Regions from separate parts of the Gasterosteus aculeatus genome. Here region 1 is linked to region 2. A link is a contact called in public Hi-C data. All regions are on one chromosome and are shown on one strand. The core of a region is the stretch at or near the end of the contact, and the rest is flanking DNA. Distances in the headings are between cores, read along the strand shown. Region 1 has its middle 110 kb from the start of efnb3b. Region 2 has its middle 150 kb from the start of LOC144410421.

Region 1 (4,844 bases), core at 1,233-3,732, 52 kb after region 2:
CTGCCAACACCAATTCCAACATGTAATATATATTTATTCATTGAGTTTATTTATGATTGGCTGTATAATTTAACTGTTTATCCCTGTTTTGTTCCCTTAATTGTTACATTTTTCACTAAATCTAATAAATCTAATGCAAATAAATGTCGAAAGGTCTCTGTTCCTTTTATTACATTCAGCGGAGCGTGTCAGATAAATACCCCACATGAAAATATTTGTCAAGTGAACAGCTCAAGTCCAACAGGTAGCTGAGACAAAGTAACTTGTATGACGATGACCATTACTGACATCATTTAAACAAAACATATGACTTAAGTAAAATCAAAGCCCGGATCAGATGGCTGCTCTTCTGCCTGCGCGTCGTTCTCCCCGTGCGTTGGGAGAGGCAGCACGATAAACACATCGACCTGCTGACTGACACGGCGGATCAGTGGCGAGACGGAGAGACATTTCTGCCAAACAGCCACGAGAACTGCAGGTAAATACAGCCGAGATAACAGCCTTCATCTCCCCCTCTTCCCTCAGTCGCACCTGCTCCACCTCCTTTCTCCCATCTCTGCCTCCATGTCACCACAGCCGCCCCCCCCCTCACCTCACCTCCCTGTGTGTTGTCGTGGCAACGCCGCAGCCGCCCCATCATAATGTCTGCGTGTTTGTAAGTGCAGTTGCTGCTTTGCCGCTGTTGGTTTCTCCTTTTTTCCCTTTCTCGTTGTCTCTTTGAAATGGAGAATTTTTTTAAAAACGGGGGCCGGCAGACAGGGGAGAGGAGGTGGTGAGGGACGGAGGCAGGTTTGGAAGGGTGACACATGAGCTCTAGCAATCATTTAGCACTTCCCTTTTGCTTTTATCTGTCCTCCGAGCTGCTTTCTACATTTCCTTTTGTCTCCGAGGTTGGAAGCTGCTCGTCGCTCCCGTAAAAGTGGCTGTGTGAGAGAGCAGCCGGGAAGTCTATTAGGCTGATGGCGCACGCACGCACGCACGCGCACACGCACACGCACACACACTTTTTCCTTTTACATATTTCGCTTTCTCTCTCAAACACACACACACACCATTAGAAAGTGACAGAGTGCGTAGAGACATTAGATGCATCGATGAGGACGCCGGTAATCAAAGGGAATCCACAATGAGAACAAACATACAGAGCACATGAAACACCTCCTTTGTGTTGGGCTCCAGGAACCCTGTGCCTCCTAATAAGGAGGCGCAGGCCAAAAGGCGCACGCACAACGCTTGCGATCAGTGTATTTCTTGTCTTGTATTCGTTGTCTGTACACGACGAGCTTGTGTCTTGTGCCAAAAGGCGCACGCACAACGCTTGCGATCAGTGTATTTCTTGTCTTGTATTCGTTGTCTGTACACGACGAGCTTGTGTCTTTACCAAGTGGTGTCTGGCAGCGTGTCTACAGGCGCAGAGTGACAAGTGTGTGTGCATGAGAGTGTGTGTGTGTGTGTGTAATCTCCCAGATAAAGTAGGCAGATCGAGGGAGCAGATAGACAGGGGTATTGGGGATGAGATTGCAGGAGGAGCTTAAAGCTGAAGCTGTAAATCACTTAACCTGGGGCTAATGGGCTTATAGGCTGTACTACAGTACACACACACACACACACACACACACACACACACACAAAACAACTACATTTTGGCAATGTTGAGCCCCAAAGCCTCAATCAGTCTCATCTGAAATGTTAACTATTAAATCACGTCCATGCAGAATGTCCACTTCTAAACCGACTCATTTAGAGTATGCGTGTGCTAGTGAGGTCTTGCTCCACTGTGTTTTTGATCAATTTAGTGTGAATGCATGCGCAGGTATTCACGTTTGTTTTCATTGATTGATGTTGCGTCATGCCATGTCTTCTCACACAAGTGGGTGTTTCACATGAATATGCATTGTCCCTTTTCATCCGAAGTACATGTGAATCACCGGAAAGTTCGGCCAGGTGAAGGGAAACAAAAATGTAGTAAGGCGGGTCCTGATTAGTCAGCGTCATTATGGACAAACATGTGACTCATTGCAGCGCTACTAGAATCATTAGTGCTGGAGCAAATGAGGGCCAAAACAGCCGCCACACATTTAACATGAAAAAGGAAAATGCTTGGGTGGAAGAAAAGAAAAGACACACACACACAAGGTACACAAACACCTTCATGCAGGGTCACATATGGTGGGCCATTCTCCCGGTCAGTAGCTCATTACATTTCTCATTATGTCTTTACACACATTTGGCCGATCCTCTGCACTTGTTGAGGTGTGATATACCGGCTCTGTGTTTACACCTGCTCCTCCTCCTCACTCCTCCTGTTCCTACCCCCACCGCTCCATCTCGCCCTCCTGCCCTGCACCTCACACTTCTCTCCCCACCACTTCCATCTGCCTACCTGCCCGCCTGCCTGCCTGCCTGCCTCTAAGCGCATCCAACGGCGACCACGCCGTCGCCAAGGCTACCGCAGCAATTGTGTACCCGGTTGCCAGGTGACTGGTCGCCGTGGCAATGATCAAGAATTCTCAAGCGCCCGCCCGCCGCCGCTCTTCCCTCCCTCTCGATAGATAAATCTTCACTGGGGGTTTTTCTCTTCTCCGCTCCGTTGTCCTTCAGTCTCTCTGTCGACGAAGTTGGAAGTAAGGAGTGGCGACCTTTAAGTGGGGCTGAGCAACAATGGAGGGAGAGGATGGGATAGATGATGGCTTGTTTGTCTGCATTTCCTATCTCTCTCTCTCTCCCCCCCTTTCTCTCTCGCTCTCTCTGTCCTGAACTCTATTTCTCTTCCCTTCATCCATCTCGTCTCTGGCTGTCCAGCCTGCCCGGGCTAATAATGAATTGGCTCCGCTTTCTTTCTCATTTCCCTCTCCGCCCGCTTGTTTGATCACCCCCCCCCCCCTCAATTCTTCATCTCACTCGTTCTCCAGCCTTGTGTTTTATTTCACCAAACAGCAGACCATGAATGGCCCTCGCTCGGGCTCTGTCCTCCACGTCTTTGTTCATCCCGGCACTCAGGGTAATTCAACCTCCGTCTTTAACCTTTTTCCATCCTCTATGCTCCCTTTGTCCTTTTCTCTCCTCATCTCTGGACAATTTTGTCAGTGTTGTAGGGATGCTCTTATCCTCTTAATACGCATTCTCTAATGCGATATTTAATTCTTGTTCCCCATCACAAAAGACGATGCTGGCAGATAAAATTGGCGTGCAATGGGATTTGACCATTATGGGTTGTATTTTTTTAAACTAATAATGCGTTTTTTTGGCATTTCCATTTCCATCAGACTGTTTTTGGGCTGAAATTCATTAAGCGTTTCACAGTTTTTCGGCCAAAAACATAAAAGTATCCAATTTCTGCTCCCAACATGTTATGTGGCACCAACTTCTAATGCAAGCAAAGATGTTTTGGGTGAAGGAGATGAAAAAGTAAATGAGGAAGACGTATCCAAACATGTGGAAACTAATTAAACTGTGAATGATATCTGGGTTGTTTATTTAACCCATGCGGGTATCAGAGATTAGGATGAAGATGCAGCATTACTAAGTATATTTATTGCACACAGTATCAGTCAGACATATTTTGTCCACATTTTTGACTGGTACTGTATATTTACACACTTATATGCCAAACATGACTTTCAGATGTGATGTCAACCATTCAGCCACATCAGCATTGGGTACTGAAGCTTGGCATTAAGGCCTGGCTGACATTTTGCACACTTGTGTCTAAACCTTCACTGGATGATGCAGATTTAAGATTTCTCATGAATAGTAGCTCAACATTTGGTAAAAAAACATGGTTTCCTTTCTTGCCGTTAGATGTGGACACTTAAAACACATGTCTGTACATTCAATACGACGCAAAAGGCATAGCTTGACTTCTGTCCAAAGTTAAATTGAAACATCCCAGCACACAACATAACGGGCATTAGTGCACTTTTGAACAGATTTCAAATCTTTAGTCTTTGCGTCCAGCTAAGCTAACTAGCGGTTTCACATAAGACGGGACTACGAGAGAAACAACTTCCAACCGAGAAGTCTCTGCAAGAGAGCAAAGTCATGAGGAGCAGTAACAAAAGGTAATCAGTGCTGCAGATGACTGTGAAAGTAACCTTGCCTGCTCACCCATCCTCTAGTGCTACCTCCAGCCAGCTGGCTCCGTGTGTGCGCATGTTCTTAGTGTAAAGGGCAGGTGATTGCAGTTGCCTGTGTCCGCATGTCAGATGTGGTGTGTGTGTGTGTGTGTGTGTCACACACAACTTTATCGTGTGTGTGTGACTTCGGCTTGTCCCCCGATGTGTCCCCGAGCTTAGCATGACGGTCCATTGATTTGTATGGAAATACTGCCTGTTCGCACAGCAGGTCGAACGCCCTCTCCCTCTCTCTGTCATCAGTGCCCAGCTGTGGGACACCTGCTGTGTTCTCTCATTTGATTGTGTGTGTGTGTGTGTGTGTGTGTGTTACAGTATTTGGTTGAAAAGGCTGAGGGCTCCAGCTTACATGAACGCAATGCGGGATCATCAAATGTCCGTTTGTGCAGATACAGATGTGTTCAATACAAGTGAGTGAACTGACATGCGTCTCTGGATGAAACTGTTGCGCAATCTCTCTCGCTCACGCAGATGCACAGCTTCCAGCGCGCCCCGACAGAATCCATGCGTTGAAATATAATGAGCAGCAGCACAATTCAACATTCGCCTCTGTGCTTTTGTTTATCACCTCATTCTTCCTCTTGTCCTCCTGTTCCTGCACTCAAAAGATGACTCAGTCCTGCACTTTTCCTTGTTGTCTCTCATCAGCCTCTATTCTTCCTCTCGGCCTTTGTTTTTTTTCCCCGTTTTCTCTTTTCCATCTTTTACTCC
Region 2 (4,817 bases), core at 1,308-3,807:
GTTTTCACTTCAGCCGTCTTTGCATCCAATAAAAAGAATACCTGCAGGAGGAAACAGAGGGACGAGAGGCAGATGGAGGAGGATAAGGATGTGAACGGGAGACATGTGGGAGGGGGAGGAGACGGGGGTAGATTAGACGCGGGATAAAACGATAAGACAAAAGCACCCAAAAACAGGGACAAACGGAGGGATATATTTAACACATCATCATCTTTTGTGGAGACAAAACAAAAGTGAGGAGGCGCGCGGATGCCGGCAGTGCTACATGGTAGATTACATTCTTGAAAACCGTCAATGAAAATGGGAAATAAGCTGTTTGCCATTTCTTGTCACGACGAGCTAAAATCTATCGGTCCTGAGTCTGAAAAGTTACAATATACCAACTCTTAAATTGGACTTTTTACAAAAGGTAACTTCAGATAAAATCTTTTAAACTGACTGCAATGGTGCCAAAACATCAACATGCCCCCCCCCTGCGGCCCGTCACAAAGAGCTGATGTGAGTCAGGCTGTGGCGCCGCAGTCCTGGAGCGCTCCAAGCACAGATGTTAGGCACGACACTGAGGGAGAGAGTCTGGACACTTGTTACTCAATTATTTAAGATGACACATCATCCCCCCCGATGGAAGATGAATATGCTCTCAGTGATCGACCCTGGAATCATCCTTTATCTGCTGTGCTCACCAGCTGGAGTCCACCGCATGCGCGCACGCGTGCTGGCACGCACACACGCGCTGCAGCGGGCATATTGGCGAGTATGGCCTCCCGCTACGTGTTTATGCCATATCAATATTCTATGACTTCTCAGCCAATGCAGCAAACAACATCGATACGCCGCACTCGGTCCAGCGCCGGCTGGCGTCTCACGTCTCCACGCCCGGGTCTATGAGGGCAATACCCAGCTGGCTGTCAGCTGCATCATCTAGCATCACGGTGGGGACAGTTTGAGACCAAAGGCCGAGGAGTAGATGAATGTTGACGTTGAGCAGCATCAGAGCTCCAGCCAAGGCCTTTACTTCAACCCACTGAAGAAGCAGCCTCCAGCGCCCCCGAGCCCGGCCTGGACCCGGCCGTGGAGCTGCTTCAGGTGCAGGACAAAGCTGGTTCTGTTGGCCGGGGTGGAGCACTTCAACGCCCCGGAAAGGAGCTCCGCGGCTCGGGCGCCGTCCTTGGCTGGGGACGGGGTCTTGAGGAGGTCTAGAGGAGTTGGCTGGAAATGGTGCCAGCACGATCACCGGCCAACGCTCGGAGCGAGGAGGCCAGAAGCACGGGGTTGGCGGAGCTGGAAGCGGAGCGGAGGGCCCGGTTCAGGTGCAAGACCGAGAGACCAGCTGGGGTCACCCAGAGGAGGGGGCGGCGGGACCAGAAGGCCTGGCATTGAAATCAGGATGTAGACAGGAAGCCTGGGCTGCATGGAGGCAGTAAGTCAAATAAATGGTGTCTGACAATGAGAAGCCTGCGTTCCTCTCATTTATAATACTAATAAAGCTCTATTCATTACACACACTGACTGATTTCAAACAGTGTACCAAGGGTTCCCTCTAAAACCAGCACTACGTATGCAAACAGCAGCCCTCCTCCTCTTACAGGGCCACAGCTGTAAACGTGATTTAGTAAATTCCTCCCCACTCTGCAACATTATTCCACCCGGTGCTGGAAAACCAGTGTGTGACACTTGACTGTTTTTTAAAAGGAGCTTTTTTTTATTGTGTTTTTAGTGAGTGTGTTTCTCCATCTTCCAATCCCTACAAAGCACCCAGGGGCTCTTCTTTGAGAGACTTTTCCGAGGCGCTGACAAGAGGAGTGACGGGAAGCGGCTGTCTGCTTCGACCCGCTCTGTTATGATTCCCCGGGACCTCCGGGCGCAAAAGGCAAAGACGGGAAATGAACTTGGTTCAAGTTTACCGTTTAATTCATTCAAGTGCGCCCCTCTCATTTCGTCTTTGTCCACAGGAAGCGGCGCCGGGGTTCAGACCTGGTAGCTCGCAGCACCGGGGAGAAGAAACTTCCAGGAGTCGGAGCGGCTTGTGACAAATGAAGGAATGTTGAGAGGGAGTTGTGCGGTTTAAAAGTGTCGTACTGTGAAAAAGTCTCCTTCTGTTTTCCCAGCTGAATGCAACGGGACCTCATTTTACTGCTGTTATGATACATATTCCAGCTAAACTATCTTTATTTATGTATAATCCATGAGCGAAGCTAACCACTGGAGAACATCTACGCATATGTCCCCCAGAGACAGTTGTATCTGTATCCTACTTGGTTATGCAGCCATCATGCTTTATGCTTTACGAAACCATAATTAAATATGTTCCCTTGGAGTTTGCCATGGTTTATGTGCATGCCATGTTGGGCCTGCTAGAGTTTCTAAAAAATAAATCCAGCAGTTGCAGTAAATGGGGCATTTCTCCATACATTAAAGAAGAGGGCTTTGTGTCTTCCCCTGGATAATAAACCCCCCTTGTTCTTTGGCTCGCATGGTGGTTGTAGTTCCCAAAGCCACTCAAGCGGGGGCGCTAATGGTCTTCTCATTGCCTCGGCTCAGTGACCCTGTGGGAGGCGGCACCATGTGGGCCAGGGCCCCGCGAACCTGACACCAAACCGCCCCCCCCAGTCCCAACGGAGAGGGTGAGGACCACAGAGACAGCAGGCAAATGCTTTACTACATTTTAGTAAAAACCCATTACCTTTTCAAACGGGTTTCAGCAGTTTAATGTTTTAAATAGTTCACCTTTTAAATTCATTTCTTTCTTGGTTTTAGTTCGTTGAAATGAAACATGCCCCCACGTTACTCCCAGTGCGCCCCGACACCTGCACCTCACTTTGTTGTAGCCTGCTAATGTAGTCTACTGCCAAGGAAAAGTAGGGCAGACCATGCAGGCCTGTAACACGCCCGACCCCTCCGAATGTCCTCATTCTACTCCTCCCCCCCGCCCCCCTCCAGCAGGACAAGAAGTGCCGGTCCGATACCTCGTAACACACTGCTTGGGGACAAGGATTATTGCCCTAATTGAAGAATGGAAAATGGTCATATAGGGTCTTAATCAATAAAAGTAGATATGGACTACGGAGGCTGGAGAAGGATCAAAGAGGGATATGGAGGAAGATAACTGCTGGAGACCACCGATGCTCAGCAATCAGGCCGAACATGACAGCTTGTAGACCCAACCAATTATTTACCCCAGCCAAATCAATAGAGCGCTCTCCGAAAGATAACCATCAGCTGCACTATCTGGAACCTATTCACAGCGAGCACAAACACGCACCGAGCGCTCTGCTCGCCGCCACTCTCGCTCTGCGTCACTTTTGCAGAGGCACAAACACGCACACACACCAAGACACACACACACACACACATTTCCCTCAGAGACTCTTTGTTATCAGACGTCCTTGAAAATAAAGCGCAAATGATGTAGGCTAATTATTGGACATCTACACTGAGAAGAGAAAACGGCACACATCAAGCTGTGTGCTGTGAGCGGCAAACGCCACAAGGAACACACACACAGACACACACTGTACATTGAAGCTACTGTGCTGTATGTGTGTGCATGTTGAGTGGACGAGTGCACGTGTGCAATGTCAGAGGTCCCCCCCCCCCCCCCGTCCTCCTCACGCAGCACCACATCACAGTCGCCGGTAATGAGCAGAGACACGTATCACAGTTCAGGTAATTCACTTGCGCAGCAGTTAAACGAGTCCCCGGGGGGACTGGTGGGGGAACCGGTCGCGGTGAACATGTTGAACGGTGCCAAAATCTCAGGCACATCTGCTGTTCATCTCGAATGTTTCCAATAAGCTGTAAATGTTTCCTGAAGCCCTGTGAAAGTGTCCTGCGCTGCCAAGACGGAAGGGGGTCGGCGTTTGATTTTATTTACGTGTTGAAATACGTGGTCTTTCGCCCTTTTTTACCCCCATTAGAGAAAACCTCTGCAGAGAAATGCAGAGAAGGAGCGAGTACACAGCACACGGCTAGGAAGGCCAACGCGTGTCTTTCTATCCGCTCGGTGAGTCAGGCAGAGAAGCAAATGCCAAGCAGCCACTAAAGTACACAGCTGCTTCGAGCAAGTGTTGACAACTATCTTTATAGGAATTAAACATTGCTCCTGAACCCGCCCGGAGTAACCGCCACACACCTGTGACTCACATCGCTCAGGCTCCCATTGCACGCCATTAAATCAACATGTCCGCCTTTTGACACATCACACACAAACTCGTGCATGATGTGCCCCACACGCAACCGCATAGGCATACCTAAGACTGCCAGAAATATCAAAGGCCGATATGTTTCCCCCCCTACACGCACACGCACACACACACACACACACACACACACGCACACGCACACGCACACGCACGCAACTTATATCCTCTGGCTGTGAGTTTGCCAGCAGCCAGCTGGTACTGTCATGTCTGATAGGCTGGAACAGAGAGAGAAGGAGACAGAGACGAGGCTGGGAGAGGAAAGGAGGAAGGCGGGAGGCAAGCTGGGAAAATGTTGACAGCAGAATGCATTAGTAAGATTGGGAAAACTGTATCAAACCCTGGCAACTCATTACAATGACTCATTTGGGTCCACAGGGAGTCCCTCCCCCCACCCTTCATCCCAACCCTCTGTCTGCCATCCCCTTCTTTTCTTCAGACCACCCCTATTTGAGTCTTTGATATTTAGCATTAAAAATAAATATTATGACAGGGGTGGATCTCACATTGGCAAAAGACAGAGATAATGTGTGTTTATCTATTTGTCCTCCCTTGCAAGACAAAACAAATGTGATTAAATTGTGAAGACAAATTATTCCACTTTGTAAAAAGTAAAAC

What was found. Hi-C and Micro-C count contacts between places; a contact is called where the count stands out from the background.
Region 1: a contact with region 2 is called in a Hi-C map of liver, with 1.8 times the contacts expected there. The contact joins two enhancer-like sites. A contact is called at or near these places in 4 of 6 Hi-C or Micro-C datasets (liver, skeletal muscle and whole body).

Annotation. Positions count from the first base shown.
Region 1 is chr7:9,632,144-9,636,987 of fGasAcu3.hap1.1, forward strand. No RefSeq gene overlaps it. Among protein-coding and RNA genes, the nearest start is that of efnb3b, 110 kb to the right of the region's middle. Within about 2 kb of position 2,483, at least 4 of the 9 cell types and tissues checked have open chromatin away from gene starts, as enhancers often do.
Region 2 is chr7:9,579,749-9,584,565 of fGasAcu3.hap1.1, forward strand. No RefSeq gene overlaps it. Among protein-coding and RNA genes, the nearest start is that of LOC144410421, 150 kb to the left of the region's middle. Within about 2 kb of position 2,558, at least 5 of the 9 cell types and tissues checked have open chromatin away from gene starts, as enhancers often do.